Regions from separate parts of the Mus musculus genome. Here region 2 is linked to region 1. Evidence: chromatin contacts called from public HiChIP or PLAC-seq data. All regions are on one chromosome and are shown on one strand. The core of a region is the stretch at or near the end of the contact, and the rest is flanking DNA. Distances in the headings are between cores, read along the strand shown.

Region 1 (3,493 bases), core at 727-3,226:
GTGTTTATGTGTACATGTGTGTGCATGGGGGGATGACTGTACTTATGTGGTGAGTGTGTGTGTGCCTGCCTGTGAGTGTGCGTGAGTGTGTGTGAGTGTGTGTGTGTGTGTGTCACTGCTGGGCATCCAACCCAGGCCTTCACGCACGCTAGACAAGTGCTCTACTCCTGAGCCACTTCCAATCTCCTCTTGCTTCACATGGGACTAAGGCAGAAATTGTGTCAGATTTTTTTCCAAGCCAATAAAGTAAGAAACCTAGGTGAGATTTCCAGCTAAGCCAGCTTGAGAAAATAAGGTGTTTCCTATCGCCTGTGTCACCTTCCAGCCCTGTCTAGTGTCCCTGGTCCTTTTCCTGCAGTGTCAGTTGTTGGTTGGGCCCTGGGAAATCCCCTACTAATAATAGCTCCTTTGCCCTTCCTGAATGGAGATAGCACTTGCTGGGGAAGATGAATGTCTGCTTTTGTTATTTACAAGTGTGCACGCGCACATCTGCTCACCAGTGCACACACATATGCACACCTCCTTGAGTTTTCACAGCCATTCTTTTCTCTTCCCTCCGCTCCCCCCCCCCCCCAATAACAACTTGGTGCAGCTCTTTAGAAGTCTGGTCATCTGAACAGATCACTCAGGTTAGAGGCTGAGTCCTACGGACAGGCAACCCCGTTAATGCAGAGCCCCTCTGGGGACGTTTCCTCTTCTGGTTCTGTGTGCTTTACCGCAGGCTTGTTAAGCTGTTTCTGCTGAAGGGTGGGCCTCAGAGCTTTTAGGGTCCTGTGTACCCAGAGAGCGGTACCAACCCGGTGCTCATGGAGAAGCTAAGTGTGGGGCTGAGAGAAACTGCTCACCTGCCCTGGCTCTGTGAGAAGACACCCAGTCATGCCTGGAGACAGATGTGGCCCTGCCTATAGCATGCACCGCACTCACAGCCCCAGCAGAGCCACTGTGACTCTGAAGGCACCCTTGTGCCAGCAAGAGGAAAGACAAGCCTGGTATGCGTGGGACAACCAGATAGATTTGGTTTTGATAGGAAGCTTGATTGTCCAGGATCTCCTCTAAGTTGTAGATCTAGGGAGGGCGTCATGATCTCATTGTGCCAGAGACTGATACCAATCTCAGGTCTCCAAAGGCCAGGAAAGTTCTAGTCCTGGGCAGCTTCCCAGCTCTGGCCCTTGTCACATGGTCCCCCTGTAGAGCCAGCCCTGGAATCTGTGCTGTTCAGCAGCCAGGAGCGACTCCAATCGAAGGACCTCCTGCCCCAGCCGGAAGTGATGTGCAGGAGTGAGCCTGAATTCCTCACTTCATGGGTGTGTAATCAAAGAGCCCTGGAGGGCCCAGAACAGACATGCAGGTACTCTGACACAGGACAGGGCCCAGGGGTGGGGAGTTTCTAGTTCACAAAGAACCAGATGGGGCCTGCTCATGTGACCAGAAGGAGTAAGCCTAAGTAAGAAAAGAATGCATTTCTCATCACAAGGAAAGGAGGAAGCCCTGGGGTTCAAACCAGCGCAGAAACGGAAACCACCACCCCCACCAGCAGCAGCAGCACCTACCACACCTACCACTACCATCTGTCCCAGGAAGAGGCCAATCCCTCCCTCCCTCCCTCCCTGAGTATTCACTGTCAGACTAGGTTCCCCCTCCTCTTTATACACCTCTCGGCATTATGGGGCTCCACGCCAGCCACCCATTTTCCATACAGCCAGTTCTTAGGTGACAGGTCTTGCTGCAGCCCAAAAGCTCATACCCTGGCCCTGTCAATGCTTGACTTTTGTGACTTCCTACCCCAATTCCACCTCAGAATGCCTTTCTGACCCCTGTAAGGCTTTACATACCCTTCACTCATCCCATAGGTGTAAGGCAGCCATTGTCACCCTTGCTTTACAAAGGAGGAAACCGAGGCACAGGCAGGAGACAGGCTAGTGATTGGCAGCCTCCAAGGTCAACACTGAGTCCACACTAGTACAACTGTCAGGAGGTGGAGCCAGCCAGGGCAGGAACTCTGCACAGTCTTCCTTTGAAGCAGGTTTCCCCCTCTCAGCAGGGCAGCAAGTATTGCGGATCTTACAGAAATGTTTACTGATCTGAGACTCCAGGCCCTTCCTCTCTGACAGTGGGAAGGAAGATGAGGAAGGAGCTTATGGAAGCAGGAGGCCCAGCAGGCTGCTCTCCCTGGACTGATCCTATAGAGCGCTCTGTGCTGCTCTAGAGTTAGCTTGGAAAAGGTATCTCAGTTGGGAACATGTTTACCCTGAAAGCAGGATGACCTGAGTTCAATTCCCAGAACTCCCTAAGAATTCGAGGCACAGCTGGGCCATGGTGGTGCACGCCTTTAATCCCAGCACTCGGGAGGCAGAGGCAGGCGAATTTCTGAGTTCGAGGCCAGCCTGGTCTACAGAGTGAGTTTCAGGACAGTCAGGGCTACACAGAGAAACCCTGTCTCGATTAAACCAAAAAAAAAAAAAAAAAAAAAAAAATTCGAGGCACGCGGTGCATGTGTGTAATTCCAGCTCAGGGAGGCAGAGACAGGAGGATCCCAGGGCCTAACCTAACCTAATTGGTGAGCCCCAGGTGATTGAGAAACTGCAAATTAACACTGTGCATGATGACAGAACAATCGTAGACTCACCTTTCACAGCTACTGAAGTATCAGGTATTGGAAGCCACTCCTGAGAGGTGCTTGCGATGCTTTGAACCTGACATGCCCCTTGCAAGCATGCATTTGAATGCTTGGTTCCTGGCTCTTGGCACTGTTTGGGAAGGCTCGAGGGAACTTTAACACACTTGGGGTGTGCCTTTGAAGGTCTTACTTGCACCCCACTTTCTGTCTTTCTCTGTTCCTGTCTACCATGAAGTGGAATTCCCCCCAACACCTCCACTCTCCCTCTCTCCTGCTGCCAAGATGGTCTGTCTAAGCCGGGCGTGGTGGCGCACGCCTTTAATCCCAGCACTCCGGAGGCAGAGGCGGGCAGATTTCTCAGTTCGAGGCCAGCCTGGTCTACAAAGTGAGTTCCAGGACAGCCAGGGCTATACAGAGAAACCCTGTCTCAGAAAAAAAAAAAAAAAAAGATGGCCTGTCTAAGCAAATGGACCCAGAGACCATGAGCTGAACCCTCCAAAACTGTGAGCCAAAATGAATCCTTCCTCCTTTAAGGTGCATGTCTCAGGTATTTGGTCACTGTGGTACAATAGTCACTAATACAGAGCTTGACACAAGGGGTTGAGCTCACACGTATGCAAGCTTATATCAGCCCATATGTATGATTTCCATGTTCTTTGTTCTTGTCAATATGCCCTGTTTTGTTTTGTTTTGTTTTTGTTTTTTAGTTCTAACTGGCAGTGTGCTGAAGCAAAGAGAATACCTGGCTCCTTACATAAGCCTTCCTTTCATTAGGTCACTCTCATCCTCACATCTCTGTCTCACAGTTTGCCTCTCTTGTCACATGAATTCCACACTATATATAACCACAGAACCACAGGCCATTGGCTTGTGGGT
Region 2 (3,323 bases), core at 19-2,518, 110 kb after region 1:
CATAGGAGTCAGCTCTTGACCCACCAGCCATACTTCACGCCAGTTGTGTGTGCCCAACAGAACTGTTGGAAGATACGATGACTGCATGCTGCCTCCTGACTTAACCGTTCTGCCTATGCAGCCTCAACGAACCACTTTCCTTTTCACTCCATGTCCCTGGATGCAAGGCTTCCATTGGCTTCTTATCTTGCCCAATACTTGGTTTTAATAAGCTTAATTATTTCAAAAGCACATCTTGTTTAATAATCACCAGAAAACCGTTCCTCCGAAAAAACCAGGAAGGCAGCAGTGGCGATGTTCGGGACGTGGTGCAGACAGGATTGCAAATACTTGCTTTGCCTGGCTTTAGGGTCCATGACTACATTGAATTTTCCTTTGTCACCCTATTTCTACCCCAGCCACACTGCCTTGCCTTGGGAGATGACTTGATTGAAAGGCAATGGCAAATTGTGTTTGTGTCTCTACTAGGACCTTAATAGACCGTTTATTCCCAAATGTAAACATATTAGGAAACCTTCAGTTTGGTGACTCATTAGTTTGATGAGGAAAATGTCCTAATAAAGATAAAGAAACTGTAACTGGTTTTTAAAGCTGCAGAGGAAAAAATGTTGGGGCATTTGAGGTCAACTGCTTACCCCTGTTCTTTCGATCTCATTTAGTGTTTGCTCATGGGAACAGACAGATTGGTCTCAGGGGTGATCTGTGTCTTTCTTTTCTAAACTAATGTACCATTCATGGATGCTTCATTTCCTGAGTTTCTTTCTGCATAGGCAGAAGCCTGGGATGAGATTTCCCAAAAATAACCGGCAGCTTTCCCTTTCCTCCTACAAGTATCCCGAGGTTGGCAACGAGTGCAGCTTGCTTTTATCAGATGTAAAGGGTCAGTGGTGGCTAAATAGAATCAGAGGCTCCTGCTTGTCGGAACTGTCTAGCCGTAGTTACATAGGCAGAACCTGTATCATCCACTTGGAGAAAGTCTCTTAGCACTAGTAGGATTTTATGTTGTGCTACATCATTTTGCTAAGGCTAAATGTGCCAGTGTGTTTGATACCACTGCTTCTAGACTTTGTTAGAATGCTTGTCAAACAGGAAACATAAAGATCCAAATGTCACTTTCATTGTGACATAACTTGAAGGTATTGCCGCACACCCCTCTCCCCGCCCCACTTCTTCTTCTGGTTACTGGCTGGGTCTTGCTGGACTAGGGGAAGATAGAGAAAGCACAAAGAGTCAGAATGAGTCAGTCAGTTAGCTGTCGTGAAGCCACGTGTGTGAAAGTGTGAGCATTTGCATAATGATGCAAGAGCACGTGGTCGTGGATGTGACAAGCTGTCTCACAGTGGTCCCAGTATATTCTAGTTAAATAGCTTTCTAATGACACCCGGTAATGAAGTGCTTTTTCTAAGCTGTGGTCTTGCCTATGCTGTAGATCATACTCTGCCACACTCTCCAGTATCCTGATGGCATTCTGGGTGCCTTTAACTTGTGGTAATCGGCAGACGAGCCAGCCCTAGGAGCAACAGGAAGGCTCTGCCAGCAGCTATCGTGAGGCAGTTGTGCTCACAGTTTTGTGTGTCCTGCCAGGGGCACAGCGCGTGGTGTGTTGGTGGAAATAGGCCAGAGCTGCTCAGAGACTGCAGGGCGGGGGGCAGAGAGGAGCCTACCCATCTGTTCACGCCAGGTTGGGACGAGGCAGGGCAAAGAGGTCAAGAGTTGGGTAGCGTCTGAGCTGAGCCATGATTGATTCAGTCCATGTCTGTTTTGGATCCCTGTCCCTACATGTGACTTTCTAACTTTGTAATGAAGCTTTAAATCCCCCACTTTCTAACTAGGAGCTGGGTGTGGTGGAAAGCCAGATCTGGGTCACTCAAACTGACTTTGAGTCCTGGGAGCCACCTAACATCCGCTTGACCTTCCCGAGCAATTACATCAAAAAGATAATAAGCTCTTGCACATGTGGCTGACAGGAATAAGTGAGATATGTAACCACATTTATCCACCCCGCCCTCCAAAGGTGAATGTCAAGGAATGAAAGATGCTTGATAAAGCAGGAAGACGGGGTTAGTCGGGATGACGAGAAGGCACCGTTTGTTAATAGTGCCGGCGTTATTTTAAGTGTTTTCTTGCCATTTGGTCGCTCATACAAACTGGGTTAGTATTTCATCCTCACCTGAGAGTTGGGAACTCTGAGGCTGTAGCAGCTACAGTTTTATTAGTCTCATCCACCTGGCTCCACTGCTCTTATTATATACGAGGATGTCAGCAATGGCACCTCAGATCTCTGCAGGCCTCCATCTCTGGAAAAACCCCCGTCCTCAGGAGAAAAGGCGGGAGATGGCTGAGACTGGAGAAGAAAGGTCACGTGAGCACAGAACAGCAGTACCTGCCCAGGGTTACTAACTCATGTGTGGCTGGATTGGGACTCAAACTTTTCTCCCTTTGACTTTTGTGTTTACACTGATCGAGAATCCTTTGAAAAATGGTTTCTGCTAAAATTTGTTAGTGTGGGACAGACACAAGGATGTTAGTCACGTTTCTAGAGGAACTCTGGTCAGAAGGGCAGATCTAGCCCGGAGCCACATAGCTCACTTCAGAGGGCTTCACGCGAGCTGGAAATGTAGTGAGGTGTCTGTTTTCTGGGCCCCTTGGAACTGGGGCTTGATTTGCAGTTCCTCCTGAGAGTCTAGAAGCACCAGGCGAAACACGAGGTGCCAAGGCATTCATGGAGGTCACACCTGGGAGGAAGTTAATGGGTTCCGTCCCGCCCCCAGTGATGGAATGTCAGAGACCTTCTTCCAGCACTAGTTGGCTCCCTGGACATTGGAAGCAGCACAGTTTTAGCGTGTGAGCAAAATGAGAGGCAAAGTATTGCCCAGTGGCCTCCCGGGATAATGTGGTTCTGCCGCTGGGGATGTCTGTGACCATGCCCTTGGCAAACCGCTGTCAGAGGAATTAATGAGATCCCCGAAGGCTCCAGAGCAGCTGTGGAGGTAAATACCCACCGTCACCTGCAGGGTGGCTTACCTGTGGGCGAGAGACATTTTGGACTCACGAGGGCCTGAGTCGATCTCATTTAGTACTAGGGATAAGGAACACACAGACAGAAGTAAATATTTAGAGGTACTGGTCTTTTCTGTTGCTATTTTTCTGTTTCATTTCTTCTTGGCCTATAGGCCCTTTAATATGGGATTATTTCCCAAAGGCTTGCTGGCATCGTTTGACCTACTTACTAAGAAGGATTTGATTGACTTCCTTGCCAACAAGGATTACCATGCCAGCAGAAGAAAGAAAGCAAGACTTTGTGAACAACTTTAACCGACCAT

The links. HiChIP or PLAC-seq counts read pairs in DNA pulled down with a chosen protein or histone mark.
Region 2: an H3K27ac HiChIP or PLAC-seq map of microglia shows a contact between it and region 1, with 2.6 times the contacts expected there. The contact joins two enhancer-like sites. A contact is called at or near these places in 1 of 484 Hi-C or Micro-C datasets (muscle stem cells), 1 of 115 datasets of contacts at active chromatin or transcription factors (microglia) and 3 of 9 other capture datasets (adipose tissue, liver and pancreatic islet).

The regions. Positions count from the first base shown.
Region 1 is chr13:93,989,020-93,992,512 of GRCm38.p6, forward strand. No RefSeq gene overlaps it. Among named protein-coding and RNA genes, the nearest start is that of Lhfpl2, 67 kb to the right of the region's middle. Within about 2 kb of position 1,977, at least 102 of the 459 cell types and tissues checked have an H3K27ac peak or open chromatin away from gene starts, as enhancers often do. A contact at or near this core is called in microglia, where this site is marked.
Region 2 is chr13:94,097,308-94,100,630 of GRCm38.p6, forward strand. All of the region lies in intron 1 of Lhfpl2 (lipoma HMGIC fusion partner-like 2), which reads left to right. Among named protein-coding and RNA genes, the nearest start is that of Lhfpl2, 41 kb to the left of the region's middle. Within about 2 kb of position 1,269, at least 110 of the 459 cell types and tissues checked have an H3K27ac peak or open chromatin away from gene starts, as enhancers often do. A contact at or near this core is called in microglia, where this site is marked.